Regions from separate parts of the Zea mays genome. Here region 2 is linked to region 1. A link is a contact called in public Hi-C data. All regions are on one chromosome and are shown on one strand. The core of a region is the stretch at or near the end of the contact, and the rest is flanking DNA. Distances in the headings are between cores, read along the strand shown.

Evidence for each region. A called contact is a pair of places that touch in the nucleus more often than the background predicts.
Region 2: a Hi-C map of endosperm shows a contact between it and region 1, with 2.8 times the contacts expected there. The contact joins the promoter of LOC103631075 here to the promoter of LOC100284304 in region 1. A contact is called at or near these places in 2 of 25 Hi-C or Micro-C datasets (endosperm and tassel).

The regions. Positions count from the first base shown.
Region 1 is chr6:65,526,471-65,530,609 of Zm-B73-REFERENCE-NAM-5.0, forward strand. It overlaps LOC100284304 (60S ribosomal protein L9-like), which reads right to left and starts at 2,792. Exons shown (of 3, transcript NM_001374378.1): 1 at 2,336-2,792; 2 at 2,091-2,213; 3 at 1,164-1,400. The coding sequence starts at 2,698. The coding sequence ends at 1,314.
Region 2 is chr6:65,748,825-65,753,132 of Zm-B73-REFERENCE-NAM-5.0, forward strand. LOC103631075 (B3 domain-containing protein Os06g0107800) reads right to left here and starts at 2,954. Exons shown (of 1, transcript XM_008652079.2): 1 at 1,966-2,954. The coding sequence starts at 2,824. The coding sequence ends at 2,144.

The sequences.
Region 1 (4,139 bases), core at 1,542-4,041:
CACATTTGCAAACCCAATGACTATTAAAAATGTTCAAACAAGAAATCCATTTGAGTATTCTAAAAATATCACTTTATTAATTACTTTCGTCATGAGTAACTTCATTTCCAGTAATTAAATCCGACCTATTTTGCCTTTTAGTTGATTGGTGGCTTGCATGTGGTGATCGAACCATTGAGTAATATAAGTTTGCAAGGCGAATTGTTAGTCTTTGTGCTTCATCATCCAATTGTGAGCGAAATTAGAGCAAGTTTGAATTTGTAAGATAACTAATATGATCATATTACACTATTCGATTTGTAGTGGTTACCCCTTTATTTATTGTTACTTGCAACCTGTAGATGCATACCAAGAAAAGAAAAGGCTAGAGCACAAAAGATTGAATGATTTGGTGTACGTTTCATACAATAGAAAGATGGCCGCTAGGTTCCAAAAAATGTGTGAAGGAAAGAACTTTGATCCTTTGGTTCTTGAACATTTTGTTTGGGGTGATGAGTGGGTTGATCCGTTAGTTAATTCAACTATTTTGGGGATGACCTTTTTCACATGGAAGCATATTGATCATGCTGTCGCTGCATCTACACAGCTTCAAGGCCCAACTTTCCTAGGAGAGCTCATGATATTTTAGTGTTACTATTTAAGGATGATGATGATTGATTTGATGTGGGTGAAGAGAACGAAGACGATGTTATTTTTTTTTTTTTTTTGCTTGATGACCTTGATATGGATGATGAAGCCAGAAACAACAGCGGTGGATATGGTGATAAGCAACAAATTAGACAAGGATGAAGTTAGTTATAGATGATTTAGATGATGGTTATTAACATATAATAAAGGGAGACTAGATAACGCTTGTGTGCTTGATTTTGTGAACATTGCATTCCACTCTATTTGCTTTTTTTGTTATGTTTATAGATTTCATTCTATTTTGTTTGCGTTTGTCAACTTACTATTAGTTGAACTTGTGCAGTTGACCAGTTGTAGAGATATCATTTTGCAGAATATTATTATGTGAACAATGTTGATTGTTTGGTATTTAGCTTCATATTATTGTCTGAAACTATAATATATTAATATTTTACTATATTGTTTAAAGCTACGTTTAAACCTTTAACCTTCACCTGTTTTAGTAACCTCGTCGACCAGATCCTTTTAGGAAATGATAAACAAGCTTCATATTCTTAAACAGATACGATAATATTGTAGGATAAGATAATGGTCCACAACACATCCTAACCGATTACAAAGTTCACCTTGAGAAAATTGCAAACCAAACAATAATTCCAACTCAAACGATAACAACTAATTGTCCCTCACTGCTCCTCTTCGATCACACCCTTGTCGCTCACATAGATACCATCCAAAAACTTCCTGATATCCTTCTTCTTGACATGGCATTTCTGTAGAGAAATGGAGAGAAAATGTTCAGTAGCACATCAATCCGCTATAGTAACGTGAATTATATAACAGCAAAATCTGAAAGACAAAGCTAGTAAAAACAAATGATGTACTTGAGATCAAATCAAAGATCAAAACACAAACAAGAACCAAGACATGCCATGTGTAAAATATCATGGCATGAGCAAGAGGTGGTCAGTATTACCAAATACAACCCACAGCGAGCCTATAAAATGCCTACTGACTTGTTGAGAGCACACTAACCATAGACAAAAATTGCTTAACAAATGGATGGACGATGGACATATATCTTTACATATAAGACGGTGCTTGAGTTCTTGTTTGTATTTGATCTTGGCGCACTAGATAATGCCATGTCACCTTAAAAATGTGATATGCCTACATATTTGAAGCCAAAACCACCTGGCTCATTAACATTTAAGGGCAGCCAATATGATTAAACCTCGGCAAGTCGGCATTCCAATCGGAATGCTAAGGTTTAACTATTTGGAATGCTAAGGTTTAACTAACTAAACAGCGGCACTTGCTTCATAGCAGAGCAATTATAAATGCAAGGTTCACGATCTACCACATCAAAGCACACCAGACACTGCATATAGCAGCAGCAACCTCATATGTAATGGTTCATGTGTAATAGTAAGAGATGATGAGCGAAGCAAGCCGGGATTCACCTGGTTGATGAGGGCGGCGGAGCGAGAGACTAACTCGACGTCGTTGCCATCGAGAATAAGCTCGTCCTTGACCTTCTCGGAGCGGAGGATGGTCACGCCGTCAAGCATGTCCACCTTTCTGACCTGATCGACCCCGGGATCACCACCAAGCAGTCAGACAGACACAGGTCAGAACACATCGCAACCTCCCAGATCTGATCTGCTTCGACGCACGCACGAAACAGAGATATGTGTGTAGGGTGTACCTTCTTCTCGCCGAGGAAGTTCCTTATCTCGATGGCGGTGTTGGAGTTGGTGATGGACGCGTTGATGGGGAAATGGGCGTAGACAAACCTCATCTTGTAGCGGTAGCCCTTGGTGACCCCCTTGATGAGGTTCTGGACGTGGGAGATGGCGGTGCGGATGGCGGCCATGGTGCGGCGGGTGCCGAACCATGCGTCCACCTTGAGCTTGCGGCCGCCCTCCTGCAGCTGGAAGTCGAGGTTGAGGTGCTTGAAGTTCCGGGTGAGCTTCCCGCGGGGGCCCTCCACCGTCACCAGCTTGGCCGCCACCGTCACTGTGACGCCCTCCGGGATGTCCATCGTCTCCGACGCCAGGATCGTCTTCATCTTGCCTCCTCCTCGGGGTCGCGGGGCGGGCGGCGGAATGGGGTAGGAGGGTTTGCGAAGGAGCGGCGGCGCGCGGAGGGCGATCCTTTTATATAAAAAAGGGGCGGCCAGGGGTAGGGTTTTGTGGTTTGATCGGTCGATCCCCGCCGTCGGATCGGTGGCTTTAGGGTTGGTTTGCAGTTTGCTGGTCAAGTGGTCAGGTGGGCCTGTAATGCTACTTGGTCACTCGGCTGGGCTTCAGATCACACTTTTGGCAAGGGCGCCCTCTCACTCTCACTCGCTGTACCTTACTCCTTCGAGGTTCACGTCGCGTCACTCATCGCCATCGTGTTCTCGACCGACGACATTCACACACAGCGAGCTCCTGGAAGTAGAGTCGCAGACACACACTGTCAGCACTGCTTCTTCAGTTGGTAGTGTTTGGTTGAGGAGCCAAGTAGAACGGAGCCGTTCCATTCCTGATTCTAGGAACGGAGTCGCTCTGTTCTGTGTTTGGTAATCTGGAACGGAGCGGCTCTGTTTTTTGTTTGGTTGCAGAGTGAACGGAACAGAGCGTGACTGTGAGAGCGGGATGAGAACGGAGCGGCTCCGTCCGGTTGATTTTTTTGGAGCGGAATGGTTCCGGATCTGAGGAGAATATTCCCTAATTGGAGTCATTCCGTTCTAGTTACTTTGTAGCCAAACAGCAACAAAACTAGGACAGAACGGCTCCGTTCTACTTGGCTCTTCAACCAAACACTACCTTGCTGAATCAGAAGCAAGACAGGAGCACGATGATGTGCAAGTTGATAGGCTACGCAGGAGCGGAAGGGTGCGCAAGGCAAACCCGGCTGTGTTCGGCCCACAGTGGGTCACCAATTAAGCCCACCTGTAATAGGAAGATGTGTATTAAGGCTGGTGGCAGTGCGGGCTGCAGCGCGGGCGAGAAGAGGCCGCTGCCGCTCGCGCGCGGGCGAGAGGTGGGCGAGAGGCCGGCGCCGGGCGATGGCGCTCGCGCCCGACGAGAGCGGGCGGTATCGCCTCGCTCTCGCCCGCGCTGGAGCGCCCGCCCGGGCGAGATGCGGGCGAGAGGGAGGCGAGGCACTGGCGGGGCGAGAGCGACGTGGCGCGATCTGATTGGTCCATGTGTCGCGATCCGATTGGTCCACGTGTGCTAGCCGTTGCAACTAGCCGTTTTTGACCGTTTGGAGTCCAAAAAATTCGAAAAAAATGCAAAAAATCACAAATTTCATCCCCAATCCCTCTATATATACCCCTACCCAGGTGGAGCTCATTCTACACACCATTTCATCTCATTTTTCTCTTCCAAACTCCTCTTTCTTCACACAATGTCGGGTTGGTCCCCAGATTTGAACACCTTCACGGATCTCTTGCAGTCCGATGGGTCACCTACAACCCTTCTGTTAGATGAGTCTTCTTCACTACATCGTCGCTCCGATGT
Region 2 (4,308 bases), core at 1,704-4,203, 220 kb after region 1:
ATAACCGGTGCGGCCACAAAGAGGTAGCTGCGAGCCACCGAGCCAGGAGCCCCATGCGAGGGACGACGCTGCCAACCGCCGATGCGTGGTTCTCCTCTGCCTACACAGGTCCATCACCGACGCGACCACCAAGACGTAGCCCACGCGAGCCACCGATCCAGGGGCCGCGTGGTTCTCCTCCGCCTGCACGCACTACATCGGTGGCCGCTGAGATGAATCGAGGAGGAGGAGCAGGGAGCCAATGGCGATGGTGAATGGGGAGGGCTCGTTGGCTACCTCGCATGGAAGATGATGGTAAAGATGCCCCATCTCACAGTTCCTACTGTTCGTACCTGCAATCGACTCTAGATTCAGTTACATGTTTTGTATATTTTTTATTGTTTTTCATGTGTTCAGGGCCACACATTTTGAGGGAGTGGTACTACTAATCTGTTAAGTCACTAACCTTACCAATATATTAGAGATTAGAAATGATGAGATCTAGGTTATCCCAACCGCAAAAGTTTGCCACACAGTTGGCAAGAATTTACAGTATACTTGATATCTTAGTGATGTTTGCTTGTTGGAAGGTACTATCAATTACCACTAATGCTTAGGCCTACGTTTTTTAGCAGAAACTGATGGCAGTTAATTTGAGCATGCTGCTAGGTTGTGAAGCCCTTATTGCAGGAGAGGACAAAAAAGAAGGTTAGAGTTTTAACTAGCTATGGGAGAGATTAACTTCTGATTCTAAAGGTAAATAACTGGAAACATATTCTTTCTCGTTGGCTTCACTTGTCATTTCTGGGTGCAATACAATACTATTAGTATCTTGCACATGTATTCTTCCTTCAGTAAAACAACTGTGGGGCTTAATGTTTGTAGATCATGGACTACTCATCACCCCCCAATTCTGCCACCGGGAAAGCTCTGGATCATAAAAAACATCTACCGACGTCGACAACAACTGCTTCTCCCTTGACCATCCATTCCACAAAGAACTGTACGGTCACATCAAAGAGCAATCATTATTATATTATATCTAACTTGGCGATAGTCTATTGTGGCATATGTAGGTAGAGTGCAAATATCTTTTTTTTGGGAAGAAGTGTCCGAAAGTGATTTATGTCAGACATATTGTGAGTCTAGAATTGTACTTTTTCACTATGTCTCTCTACGGTTGTACACAAAATCATAATCATGTGAGCTCGGAACCATGTTATTCATGTAGAATTGGAGTCCTACTGCTTCAAATAGCCCTGGTAAACAATAGTCTTTATCCGAGTAAGATACTCGACAATGTTGCCAAAAAATTCCTAATGGATGTGAACTAGAGCGCCCGCCAATAGTATGCGTGCGCGCTTGACTATATCCTTGGTAGCTTGTTAAGAAAACATATTTGATTTATCCTCAATTACAAGCATATCTATCTGCTTATTTTGGCCTTCTCCCACTTGGTTCACGATTTTTTTCAGTTCTACTTGTTTCATCCTGTCCCTAATTTAGTGTGCTGGTATTTTGGGTATTATGGGCAGTTAACATATCACTCTTTTTATCCTCTTTTCTGCTATGGTCACATTCAGTTTGGTCCTTGTCAATAGATGTGCTTTTGTTGATACTTATCAATATCGCTAAAAAGAATTAGATTAGTGTATAATTATCGACATGTTTGTCGGTCATTAAAAATTTTATATCGACTCTTTAGAAATAATTTGTGTGATATTGATAACGTTTGTTCTACATCATTTCAATCAATTTATATCGGTATATTTATAATAATATTATATAATTATATCGTCAATATAGTATTAGTGTTACGGTGATATTTTAACATACGGATTTTGTATAATATAGTGATGTTTGTCGTTGCGTATCTGTGTTTCATTAAAAAATTTTACTCCCGCGGTAACGCACGGGCATAAACCTATGATCTATATAATGCAATAAATCCCTGTAATTTGGAATGTAGTATTGTTGAGGGTCAACTAGCGTCGTAGTAATGCTCCAATTAATAATTGGGGATTGGGATTAGGTTCGATGTCCATGATGAAAACACCGGACCGGCGTTCTCGAGTTCATGGTTCATGCATTATACATGCTAGCGATGCTCTACAAGAATCGAATCCAATTCTGTGATGCAAACTAATTAATGTACGTGGCGTCGTCAAAGCTGCAGATCAAGCAGCAGCGGCTCGGTGCGAAGCTCGTCCAGCAGGTTGACGCCGAACAGCCGTAGGCACCGCCCGCGCCGCCGCTGCACCTCGTTGTCATCCTCCTGTTGTGCCGCAGCTGTTTCTTTTTTCATGGCCACCGCCGCCTGCTGGTGCTGGCCGGCCGGGAAGACGACCGTCATCTGCAGCTGGCACATCGGCGGCACGGCGGCGCCAATCGCCGGGGCCGGAAGAACCACCGCGCCCTCTGATCCGCTTCTACGAGTAGTAGTCCTGCGCCGCCGTTGGCAGTCGATGAAGAGCCTGGCGCCGTCGCGGCAGAAGGCGACGGTGTCCCCCGCCGCAAGCCGCTTGTCGCGGACGTAGCGGCTCCAGCCCTTGGTGATGACGTAGCTCTGGCTACTGCTCCAGTATGAATAGCGGAAGCGCCACGCCTCGCCGCCGCGCGCGTCGTCGTGGAAGCACAGCACCATGCCCCGCGACCTGGCCGCCGCGCCGCGCAGCGGCAGGTGGCGCTCCGCGAACTGCTTCGGCACCACCAGCCGGTTCAGCTTGCCCACGTCGCTCGGCGTCACCACCTTCTCGAACATGCGCTCCCGCCTGCTGTGGCTGTGGCTGTAGTCGCCGGCCGCCGACTCCAGCTCCAGCGTGAGCGTTGTCAGGGCCATGTGCATGCAAAGCGGCTGATGATGGATGCAGTGCAGTGGATCGATTCCAGCTATATATCTATCGATCTGCTAGCGAGCTTAGGTAGCTGATGAATCCGCCGCTGCCTGCCTCGTCTGATCAGAATTTATTTATAGCGGGAGGGAAGGGAAGGGATTTGGACGACCTGGGTGGGGGTGCATGGATGGTGACCACCTACCGCTGCGTTGTCTGTCTGTCCGTCTATACCTATAGTTATAGATGACCATTTGACACTAACACGTTAGGCCAGCCCAGGCACGACACGAAAAAGCACGGCCCAGACACGACCCGGCCCGGCTAGTATAGTACTCGTGCCTGGCACGACACGGCTATAATGCCGTGCCTGTACCACTATCTCGACTCGTAGTGGTGGCACGGGCACGATACATATATTAAGTATAAGAATTCAACATAAAACACAATAAAACTATAGCCGCATTGGATAGATAGATGCATTTAAGTTACTTATACACTAGGTTGTGAGTTCAAACCTCCACAACTACACATTTTTTGCTAAATTATATAATATACTTAGATGAGCCACAGTGCCGTGCCTGGGCCGCGGTAGCGGCACGTCGGCCCATCTTGCACGGTACGTTTCATTAGCTGGGCCGTACCGACCATGGGCCTTGCCGGGACCGGGCCGGCCCGGTTGGCCATCTATACCTATAGACCCAATCAGCAGTGACGTGCATGTTGCCTATGAATGAACAAGCAGTTTTTGGCGTAGCTAGTGTACAATATGGATGGCAAACAACCTATCACCACTACCGAAATTTGGATCTTTACCAAGTGCCAAATGATTTGCCGACTGTTTTCTTTGGGGCACTCAACAAATAAGTTCTTTGCCGAGTGCCAAGCAAAAATCCCTCGGTAAAAAAAAGTTTTTTATACTGCTACCCTTAGTTGGTACTCACTCCTTAGCGCTACCCTTATTGTGTGTTTGGTTTGGCTTTTGCCCCCTAAAATCCAAAAGCCAAACCAAAGGGTTGAATCCATGAAGCAACTTTTTCTAAAAACCGACTTTCTCGCAGTGCAAAAATGAAAGCACCCATAGACCTGCTTTTAGTGGCTTTTGGATGAAACTGTGAGAACATATATCGAAGAACTTTTAACGATTTTTAATGGTTTCGACCAAACGGTTTTAGCTTTTTAATAGCTCACAGCCCACAACAGCTTTTCCAACAGCTCACAGCCCACAACAGCTTTTTTCACAGCCACAACCCAACCAAACAGACCCTTAGTTTTGCGCGGTTCTCAGTTGTACCCATCAACACACCGCAGCCATCCAAAATAGCCTCCAACGTCGTTTCCGTCATCACCTTGGATACTTACATGTGGGGCCTTCCCTGTCCTCAACCCAATTGAATAATTCATGTGTCCACTCCTCCACAGCCGCCCTCAGCTCCCTTCGCCACCGATCTAGGCCCTCTGTCGCGCTCGTCCAGAAGGGAGCTCGTCGGCCCCCTCT